Regions from separate parts of the Danio rerio genome. Here region 2 is linked to region 1. Evidence: chromatin contacts called from public Hi-C data. All regions are on one chromosome and are shown on one strand. Each heading gives the region's core, a stretch centred on a gene start, on an enhancer-like site or on the middle of the called end of the contact. The rest is flanking DNA. Distances are from core to core; before and after follow the strand shown.

Region 1 (5,863 bases), core at 1,915-4,414:
CTGTCAGGTTTTAGACCATATGGGGCATGGCAGGTGTATTTGGAAATAACTCAGTATTTTGACCACACTTTGTTATTATTGTTCATTTATTCGTTTGCTGGAAATTAGAACTAAATTTAAAAATAGTTTTTAAAACAAATATTTGCGCTTAAACTAAATTAATTATTTATAGGCTAATTGATGTCTGTGCGGTAAGGTTTCCCTATCCACGAGAGCAAAAGCGAAAGTGAACTTACTTTACGTCATGTAAATAGCAATGCGCTTATGGCGTGACGCAGCTGGCTCCTAAAGGGAACAGGAGATGAGACTCTGATTGGTTTATTCTCAAAACACACATATAACTCATTAAGAAAATAAACTCAACCCTTTCAGATCATGCGCCACGGCGCATAGTGGATTTTCCCGTCCTTATATTAGAAAATATGGATTATGACACGCCCTGAATGCGTTTGCGCCCTTCGCTTTCCGTTTTGCGCATGGACCGTCAAAATAGAGCCCTAACTGAGCTTGCAGGTAAAAAAAAACTAAAACTTTTAACATTTAAATAAAAATGTGGTTTTTAAGAGTTAATTAAAAATGTCACTGTTCTTAAAGTAAAAAGAAAACTGCTGTACTTTAATGTAAAGTGTTAACTTAGTAGCTTATTCATCAAAACCAGCAAATGTTGCTTGGGTGTTATAAATATAGGCTATATGTCTTATACATATAAAGTTTTGAATCATTAACTTGTATGTAGATTGCCAGGTAACCTTTTTTTGAAAGAATGTCAAGCTGACAAAACATTGCACTCTGATACAAGTTTTATTCATGGAGAAAATTAAAAAGCACTGACTGCAGTGTTTGGGTGTTCTGTGTTTGTCTAAGATAATTAGTCTACCGGAATTATATTCCATACAAAATATGAAGCTGATCTGTCAGTTCTTGTCACATGACTCACTGTGTGGCATTCTAAGAAGGTTAAGATGTTTTCAACTGCGTACGCCTGGAGTATACGAGTGCGTTGCGCTGCTTGCACCTTCCTACTCAGCGATTCCTCCGCATACCACTAGAAGTAAGCCTGCGCACCATTAGTGGTACACGTACCACAGTTTAAGAACCACTGATCCAGACCAAATTTGTCCTTTTTTTTGGCCCAAACCAATGAAATCAACAAAAACAAACTAGCACAGACCACAATGGAAATTGTCAGGAGACTCAAAAAAAGTGACCAGCCTGACTGTTTCCTGTTTAGTTTAGTAAAGGGCACTGTCGGAGATTTGAGGGGTGATTTTTAACATCCTATTCATGGAACCTTGATGTTTGTACATTTAAGCCCTGATAATCTGACAAATTGCATGTTTAATGTTAAATGAAACATAGTTTGATGCCATGTTATAAGTGATACTTACAGAACAACTTGAAGTTAAAGGATGTTGCTATCAACAAAACAAAACTCAGACTATGCCTGTTTTGGCATTTATATGTGTTGTGAGCACAATGTGTGTTGTATTTGTGAACATGCGTGTTGTCAGTGTGATGAAGATGTTTTCTTAATCTGTAAGTGTTTTTCTATTAGCAAGTATTTTCTTATCTTGAAGTACCAAATAAGCTATTTTATCTATTTGCGCAGAACCAGTTTTTTATGATATGTCTTCATACGAGACAAACCATTTTGCTAGTTTTTGGGGGCAAGATTCACACTTACAGAGCACTGTAAAAATGCTGTGTTCCACACAATCAATATGTATTGAGATAACATTAAGGAATTAAGTTAAATCAGTCGTTTTTATAAGTGGATTGAACATAAAACAATTGAGTTGTTCCCCCCAAAAAACAAACAAAAAAAAGTTGTTTCAGCTAATTTTAAATAAGTAGTTTAAACAAACAGCAAATGTCATTTGTCGAGTGTAGTTTGTTTCTCTTGGTTTGATTGGTTGAGACCACAAAAAAGACACATTTAGGTTTTGTGTGTGTGTGTGTGTTTGTGTGTGTAGAAATATGTTATACTCCCAGTTCCAGACTACATCATGAAAGCATTTGTTTAGTAATTTTATTTAGAAATTGATGGTATTTCTTTTTTTGGAAAAAGACTGAAAATAAAAAGATGCACTGCCGACTTTGTTAGATCTGACAGTTATGTTGCAACACATTAGTGTGAGTAACAGTGTTTCACTGTTGCTTCTTCTGTTACAGATCGTTTCAAACGTCTTTAACTAAAATGACTCATATCACTTTCAGGTTTGTCACAGCAGCCATAATTCAGCTAATATTGTTAAAATAGTAGCAGAACACATTCACTGAAATGCAGCATGCCTATTAAAACAAAGTCATGTTGTTTTTGGTATAAAAACACTTATAATACTTTTAGTTACATGTTTAAAATGCTAAAATAAACATTTTAAATGGACCTAGGAGAACGTTACAAAAAATATGTAGTTTACGACTCATTTAATGATAACTTTTTAAACTTTGGAAATGTTCTTGCACTACTTAAGTATAAACAAAGTTATCTAAAATAGTATTAAACGTGGCTCCTTTAATTTTACCTATGTAAAAGTGAAGCATACAGAACTAAAATTGTTTTTCCCCACCGAATTTTCTATAGACCCCCTAAAACCAACTTGCAGACCCCTATAGGGGGTTCCCATCCCAGTCTGAAACCCCCTGCAGTGCTGTGTAATAAGCAGTTATCTATGTTAATCAGCCCATGAATATAAGTCAAATGCAATTTAGTGCCTCTGTGGTACATTTAGATAAGAGAGAAGTGCTTCCAGTCCCTAATGTGTGTTTGATTTTTCGGTATATTAGTTATACTTGGAAATTTAACTTTTCAATTTCTTCTTTATATCATAGAAACTAAAGTGAAGGAATATTGAGTGCCTTCACATCATGTTCTCATCTAAACTATCCCTGCTGAACTCTCGCCTGTGTTACTTTTGTGTTTTGTGCACTTTTGTGAAAAGAAGACTCATAAATTACATGAATAGGCTGCATTTTATACCAGCATGATATATTAAATGTATGGCATACATGTACACACAATTATAAATGATATGTAGTAATATAAATTCTTTATATAACAAGAAACAAAATAATTACATAGATTTTCATACCTGCCATGAGCGGAGAGAAGATTACGCATAATCCAAAACTAACAATTATAAAAGCATGATCATTTTTCCTCATGATGCTTCTAGGAAGCAATATATCCTTAATAGTTAGTTAGCTAAAGTTCAAGAGGTTTGTCTTCTTTTTTTCACATTTGCCCACGAGGACAAGCAGGAAAAGGGCCTGACACAGATTAACTTAACAGAAACTGATAAGCAGAACAAATGTCAACACACATAAGGAAAAACGGAAGCAAAATTACACATCTAGAAGCCGATAAAAATAACGCACACTACTTTATATTCAGCTATGTCATCTGCATTCACATGCTGTTGTGTTAAGCTTTAAAGGAAGATTCCACTTTGTTGTAAACAAGCACTTTAGCATTGCTTAGCATAGATTATTGGATCAGATTAGACCATTAGCATCTTGCCAAAAAGAAAAAAAAAAGTTTTGATAATTTTCCCATTCAAAGTTAAAGTTGAATAAAGTTGAAGGAATCTCTATTTTATCAAGCCGCTCAATACGCCCGACTGGTCGCCAACGGTCACTGTTGCTCATGAAGACGGAAGCCGCCATAAGTCGCTTACTCTCCATTGAAATGAATGATCGTTTGTCGCTTTGCTGCTGTGAGTCGATAATAGTGTGAATGAGGCTTTACCCTTAAACAGTTGAGTTTAACCATATTTTGAATCCGTCTTCAAGTCTGGCTTAGTCTAATTTTAGCTTAGCTTAGCTTAGCACAAATAATTGAATGGGATTAGACCATAAGCATCTCAATAGTTGATAAAAAAATATTTAGCTAATTTTACTTTTTTAAAGCTTGACTCTTAGTTACATACTAAGATGGTGGAAAATGAAAAGTTACTATTTACTGGGTCGATATGGCAAGGGATTATACTGTCATTCTGGTGTAATAATCAACAAACTATACTTTCGTACCATGGCTGCAGCAAGCCCAAGGGTATGCAGGACTGTTACCTTACTTAGCTGAAACTATTTTCAAGCTCTGCTTAATATCATTGCTCCTGCTCCAGCTGTGGTACAGCAGCAAAGTTCTAAGTTGACTAGTCATATCCATAGCCATATCAACCAAGAAAATGGTAACTTTTCATTTTAGTACATGATGTAACTGCAGAAGAGTCAAGCTTTTAAAAATTCAATTAGCTAAATTATTTTTTGATCAATTATTGAGATGCTGGGCGTCACTGTGGCGGAGTGTGTAACACAATCGCCTCACAGAAAGAAGGTCGCTGGTTTGAGCCTCGGCTGGGTCTGTTGACATTTCTGTGTGGAGTTTGCATGTTCTCCTCGTGTTTGCGTGGGTTTCCTCCGGGTGCTACGGTTTCTCCTACAGTCCAAGGACATGTGGTGCAGGTGAGTTGTATAAGCTGAATTGGCCATAGTGTGTGTGTGTGTGTGTGTGTGTGAATGCAAGAGTATGTGTTTCCCAGTGTTGGGTTGCAGCTGGAAGGACATCCTCTGTGTAAAACATATGATGGATGAGTTGGCGATTTATTCCGCTGTGGCGATCCCTGATTAATAAAGAGACTAAGCCTAAAAGAAAATGAAAGAATGAACTGAGATGCTAATGGTCTAATCCAATTTAATAATTTGTGCTAAGCTAAGCTAAAAGTGGACCAAGTCAGACCTGAAGATGGATTCAAACAATGTTTAAGGGTAAAACCTGATTCACACCACGAGTGAATCGCAGCAGCAAAGTAACAAGCGATCATTCATTTTAACAAAGAGAGAGTGACTTCTGGCGCCCACTGTCCACACGAGCGACTTTTGGTGACCAAGTAGGCGTATTGAGCGACACTGAGTGAATCCTTCAACTTTATGCAAATGAAGAGCGACTTTCTCGAGCGACAGCCAATAGGAGCACCAGTAGAGCTCATGTGGTCCTTTCTCAGCTCTTGCAGAGGCCAGTTGTATTCTGTGCTGCTGACCTACATAGACCTGCGTTTGCAGCAGGTCGCCACCCAGAGCAACAGGCAGCTACAAAGTCGCTGCTGGTGTGAATGAGGCATCAGAGCTTTTCTTTTAAAAGCTACATAAAGTACGGATAATGTAAAATATGACTATTTCTAAACTCTAGCCCATCGGAAGTGTTCAAAATGGACAGAGCAGACTGTTGGCCCAGAGCTGACTGTGAGAATATACTTGTAAAAAAAAAGAGAAAGTGAGAGAGCAGAAAAAAAAAAAGGAGGGGAGGGCGGATTTAGAGATGTAATCAGGAATGGTCTTCGGCTTCTGGCTAAATGTCTTTACATCCCTGTAAATGTCTTTAATTAAAGCTAACAGACTTATCAGAGCCTTCAAGTCCCATTACCAGCTCAGCTCCTAATCACCTCCGAGCTAAAGAATGAGAGAGGGTCTTAAAGAAAAGAGATAAAAATGGAGAAAACTGAAACGGAGAAAGGAAGGAAGGAGTAAATGAGCAGGGAAAGAGGAACTTCAGAGAGAGCAAACTAGGGCACAGCAACTAATGAGAGTCATAGTACTGTACGTGTCATTGGGCCCGTGCAAACAATCAAACCGGGAGAGTGATTAAGAGAGAGAGAGAGATGCTTCGGTTATGATTTATTGGGCTGCTGATACTCAATGTGACTACTGAAGTATAGAGTCGGGCCCTTTTCAGCATCATAAATGATCTCTCTCAAACTTGCCTATTTTGCCTTCAGACTCAAGAGTGAGGAAAAGTAGTCGACTTCAAAAGCAGAGTTTCCGAACAAAGTCAGTGGGAGATGTAGATCTGCAGAACTTTAATGCA
Region 2 (5,863 bases), core at 2,218-4,717, 170 kb after region 1:
CTGTGTTTAATTAGGGTTGGAGCAAAACTGCGCAGAGCTGCGGCCCTCAAGGAATTGAGTTTGAGACCTATGGTGCACTGTAAATTCGACACTATACTGGTTATAATGTGATGCTGTTTTGTTTCACTCCAGGCAAGACAAAACAGTTTTCGTTATACATTCCTAGTTGATTAGATTAAAAAATGGAAACTTTTTTGTATTACAGGTTATGTTTGGGGCTGTAAACAAGGTGTTTATTTAAATATTTGCTTATCTGTATAAATTTCTAGCACAAAAATCAGAAAACTGCATGAAGTCAGTCATTTTGACTTTAAAACAATACTTGTTTAAGTTTTTTTTTGTTATGCTTGAGTTAATAGTTTTCACAGAGAAATTTATTTTTTAAATTCATTTATGATTTAGAATACAGTTATTGAAGCCAGTTCAGGGCCGCAGCTCTGCACAGTTTAGTTTCAACCCTAATCAAACGCACCTGCTCAAACTAATTGAGTCCTTCAGGCTTGTTTGCAATCTACAGGTAATGCTGCGGTCACACTAGAGCAGGCGTCACCAATCTCGGTCCTCGAGGGCTGGTGTCCCTGCAGGGTTTAGCTCCAACTTGCCTCAACACACCTGCCTGGATGTTTTAAGTATACCTAGCAAGACCTTAATTAGCTTGTTCAGGTGTGTTTGATTAGGGTTGGAGCTTAAATCTGCAGGACACCGGCCCTCCAGGAACAAGTTTGGTGACCACTTCACTAGAGTTTGTGTGTGCGAAATTCTGTTCTACGGTGCTGCGAAAAGGGGCGGGATTAAACAAGATGATTAGACATTTAAAAAAGTAAGCGATTGGTTCAAGTTTTAAATTTCTGTCCACAAAGGCCATGTTTTGATCTTCGATTGGTCTCATGCAATCATGTGATTTAATTTCAGAGTTTAATAAGCTTGAACTAGCAAATGCAGCGAACTGCGAATCTTGTCTTGCGTTTCTGGTCTGAAGCATTTGCGAGCGTATGAATGGAGGTCTATGGGGAGTGCGACCGCAGATGTAGTGTGTTGAAGCAGGGTTGGAACTAAACTGTGCAGAGCTGTGGCCCTGTTAAATACTGCCAGAATTTTAAAGGAATAAAATGATGTATATAATCAGGGTATATACTTCACACGGGGCATATACAGGGTACAATACTTTAACAATGTAGATATGAAAATAAAATAGTCACCTGCTTTGAATGTTATCACTCGATTGAATGGGTGGTATCATTAGTTATCAGCAGATAGATATGGGCCAGTAGTGGCCCTTTGCGCCTACTGGTAGCCACAGAAGGCCATTATCATCCATCCACGTGGTTAATCAGCTATACTAATAGAGAAGACTCCAGATCCAGGTCTGTTTTTACATTACTGTGACAGTTGGGTGTTGGGTTTTGGGTTGGGTAGACGTTAATAAATTCAATTAATGGGAAATTTAATAAATAATATAAACAATTCTCTTTCCTAGCGATGGGTTGGGGTTCAAAGGGCATCCGCTGCGTAAAAATGTGCTGGATAAGTTGGTCGCTGTGGCGACCCCAGATTAATAAAGGGGACTGAGCTAAAAAGAAAATAAAGGAATGAATAAATAATTCTCATTAACTCTGGCCGCAGCTGTACGTGATCTGTAGCTGATTAGCTATGTGGATGGATGATAACGGCCTTCTGACTCTTCCAGTAGGCGCAGAAGACCTCTACTGGTCCATATCTATCAGCTGATAACCACTGGTAACGTCCATCTAATCGAATCATAACATTCGAAATAGTAGAGTTTAGTGCATGTGTAAATCTGCTGAAGTGAAAATGAGAAAACGACCCCTGTAACTGAAATGTAAAGACACGAAATGATCAAATGTGACAAAAGATTTACATTTTAGATGTTTCTTTTACATTAGTCTGAAAAAAAAAAGTCAAAAAGCCTTTTAAAAAGCCAGTGCGTCACCTAACACTTTAACTCTCTAAAGGTTCTTTTCTATAGTGCCTATACTTGAAGACTTCGATGAAAGAATGAAGGGATATTATCAGTTGCACATATTATACTTGTTTTTCTGTTCCTGCATATGGATTGTCGTTTATATTATTTTGTCTTGTGCCATTGTTTCAGGTTGTTTTGTCTGTGAATGTTTATAAGTAGATTAAGATGAAATGAGTCCAGGATCAAAATACACTATTAAAGGTTTTTATTTTTATTTTTATTGTTGTTAGTGGAATATCTTGCTGCACTTTGAAAATATAATTTTTTTTCCATTTATACTTTAATGTGTTCCGTTATAAACAACATACTGTAAAAATGTCTGCTAAGGAATCTTTTCCCATAGTTTGTGGTTTATAGGTGTTGTCCATTTGTTTATGCTTTAGAGTTGCATTATGGGAACCTGACATTACAGCTCAAAAATGGCCTGACAGTACTTTTTCTGCTATGTTATCAATTCCCTGTGATATTTGTCTTCATTTTCCAAAATTTCTTAAGTGATGATTAAGGAAGCAATGCAATTTTAACAGTATTTACTATGATTTTTAATTTTATTTTGGAGAAAGTATTATTTATTTTAGTTTGGCTTCAATAAAAGCAGTTTTTATTATTGTTTTAAATAATTAATTGAATTGTTAATTAATACATTTTAAGGTCAATATTATTATGCCCTTTAAATTTTTTGTTCTTTTATTAAGTACAGATCAAACTACTTTTATTCCATAACTTGCATATAGTTCACCTAATTAAGCTTTTTAATTGCCTTTAAATTAAGCATTTTAAGCTGAATACTTAAATAAGTTATTAGAAATTAGTTGTCAAAACTATTATGTTTAGAAATGTATTGACAAATCTTCTTTCCATTAAACATCACTTGGGAAGTATTATGTTTACAACTTGTAATATTCTTTTCCAGAATCTTAATTGTCGCTTTATTTTCTATTGTACTTAAATATTTTTTAGACTTAATAAACAGGGTAATGGTCTCTAGTTGTCTGCATTTATCAATTGTGTGCACAATGAAAATAAGGAAATCTTAAAGGAAATAAAACTGCAAAGTACACAATCTCTCAGTTCTGCTTTATATAATGATAATAGGTTATGTATAAATATTGGTATATAAATATGTGAAAGATCAGTATCTGTAATATAGAGGTTTAAAGAAGTAAAAGAGCTGACAAATTAGCAAAAGAAATTTAAATCATAATGATAAAACAAACAAAAAAAAGGATTGAAGATTACTGGGAAAATATTTTAAACTCAGACAAAAAAGAAGAGAATAAAGTTTAAGTTAAAACAATGACTGAAAACAGAACAGAAGTTAGGACACAAGAAATGTTGCTACAGCCTGTTTAATTATCTGTAAGAAATCGGCTGTATGTATGTGTATATTAAAAAGCAAGATTTTAAAGCAATGAAGCCATTTTTACCCACTCCAATATAGTTGGTGGCGCTATGCACAGTTAACGCTGGTGCGCAACTCCCCAGAAACAAGATGAAGAAGAAAAAGAAGACGAAGAAGAAATTTGCTGATATGTTTTGACTCGTTAATTCAAAGTAAACTAGCGACGAAGAAAGTTGTTTGACGGAATATGGCCCGAATCGGACGACTGGATGAGTATGAGCCAGAACATGAATCGTGGTCTGCATATGTTGAGCGGGTAGAATTGTTCATGATCGCTAATGATGTGGACGATACAAAGCAAGTGGCGACTTTGCTTACTGCTATGGGAGCTTCCACTTACAGATTATTGCGGGATCTAGTTCAACCATTAAAGCCTAAGGATAAAACATTTAGCGAGATTGTCAGTATACTACAAGCACACTTTGAAAACAAGGAGTTAATAAAAGCCGAACGCTTGCGGTTTCAGCGCCGTGTTCAAAAACCGGATAAAACTATTTCCCAGTATGTCGATGAACTCGCAGAATATGCGGCCAAATGTGATTTTGGGGCAAGTTTTGAAGACGCTTTACGTGATCGATTTGTTAACGGACTACAAAATGAAGCATGCCAAAAAAGATTGCTCTCCGAGGACGCGCTGACTTTTGCACGCGCGGTTGAAATCGCTCTCAGCCTGGAAGAAACGGCTCAGGAACCGCAACAGCCGAGGAAAACCACGCTTTCAATGGCACCTGTGATTAAGGTAACCTTAAAGAAGAAAACTGCATTTGTTTCTCCCAGGAATGTTTATTTAAAAAACTATAAATGATGTTAGTGTGGATGTTTAGCCATATAAAAAACAAAAACATACAGTTAAAGAGAACTCTCACGTGGAATCTACTTTTGAGGAGAATGACTTGCACAAACAACTGTAAATATATATGATATGTTTATTCTAATAATGTTTAAAATTTCCAATCCCAAATGGCGTCAAATGCAATATATGCCACAATTTAAAGCTTAATAGCATTTGAGGAGAAGGACTTGTTGACATCTTGAAAACTTGAGCAGGTATTGAAAGATAAAATGTTGTACGTAAGAAATCCAGGTTGTATTATTGACAAATACAGAAGTGTAACTGTAAGTGATTCTCCTCATGCTATAGGACTCATTACTTACCATTTACTTGGTTCATGAGTTTCTTCTGTTGATAACAAAAGAAGTAAATTGAAGAATGCTGAAAATTTGTAACCACTGACCTCCATAGTATTTGTTTTTGCTCTTATAGAAGTCAATGGTTACAGGTTTTGAGCTGTCTTCAAATTATCCTCTTCTGTGTTCAACCGAAGAAAGAAACATAAAGGTTTGGATGAAACCACTTGAGGGAGAGTAAATAATAAGTAAACTGAAATTTTTGGGTGAACTATCCCTTTAGGGCTCTGTTCCAATCCCTGTTACTTTTGAAAGCTTTTTAACTGCATTCCATGCCTAGTACCTGGGATTTAATACCACCTCTGGTGAGCTTCCAAGCAAGCCAAACATTTACTAAAGCATGACGTGTACACACTTCTAATCATTGATTGGTCAGAGAGAATCTGCACTACTTGTGTAATTGGATTTGTGACACCTAGGTATGGGCTGGTATAGAATTCCTTGGATAAAAATATTATGATTTGACGGTATTGGGATTAGTGCTCTAAAACATATTCTTTTTAAATGTCTGGGTAAAAAACAATTTGTTTTCCCCCATTAAACACAATATAGTTTTATTTTTTGAGCAACGTTTATAATATTTTGGAGCAGTAAACATGTCAGGCTAAATAATTCACATTAATCATTTACTTTTGCTTACTTCATTAGTTTCAAAAACAGATTTCTTTACAATTTAAAATTGCATCTTTGGATATCTTTTCTGCTGGAGATGCTCTTGTCCTAAAGAAAAAAGAACCGTAAATATAAAATTCTACACACACACCATAGGATTGGTATAGCAGAATATTTTTGCGGGTTTTAAAACCTTGAATTTCCCAAACCGCAATACTTTAAAAACGGTTTTCATTTCATGCCTAGTGACACCAGAAACCAAAACTACTATATTAAACCATTTTATACAAGTTAAAGACGCCTGAAATGCCTGCATCCTGGTCAGTAGAGGAGGACCAGATGCAAGTTAGTAGCCAAAGAGTAGATCCAGTGAGAGCAGGAAGGATGACCTGAAATGAAAGTTTTTCAGGATGTCATTGCAGTAGACGTAGTGGAACGATAGTGATGATCACACTTTAACCGACATTAAACTGAAGTGAAAATGCAGTGGGAAAGGGGCTTTAGATGGATTTCACTGCCAACACACAAAACACTCACTCAGTCACATATCCTATATTCAAAGGGTTGGTCCACTACGATATCCTATTTTAAACTTCAGTTGATGTGTAATGTATCTCTGTGAACACAAAAAACATCTCTGAATGTAAGACGCTCAAAGTTTAATGCAAAGAGAGGCA

What was found. Hi-C and Micro-C count contacts between places; a contact is called where the count stands out from the background.
Region 2: a Hi-C map of embryo shows a contact between it and region 1, with 3 times the contacts expected there. The contact joins the promoter of zgc:165409 here to the promoter of g6fl in region 1. A contact is called at or near these places in 7 of 18 Hi-C or Micro-C datasets (caudal fin, embryo, hematopoietic stem cells and 1 more) and 2 of 4 datasets of contacts at active chromatin or transcription factors (caudal fin and gastrula embryo).

The regions. Positions count from the first base shown.
Region 1 is chr16:10,807,100-10,812,962 of GRCz12tu, forward strand. It overlaps g6fl (g6f-like), which reads right to left and starts at 3,165. Exons shown (of 12, transcript NM_001195242.1): 1 at 3,093-3,165. The coding sequence starts at 3,165.
Region 2 is chr16:10,978,525-10,984,387 of GRCz12tu, forward strand. It overlaps zgc:165409, which reads left to right and starts at 3,468. Exons shown (of 3, transcript NM_001098756.2): 1 at 3,468-4,125. The coding sequence starts at 3,574.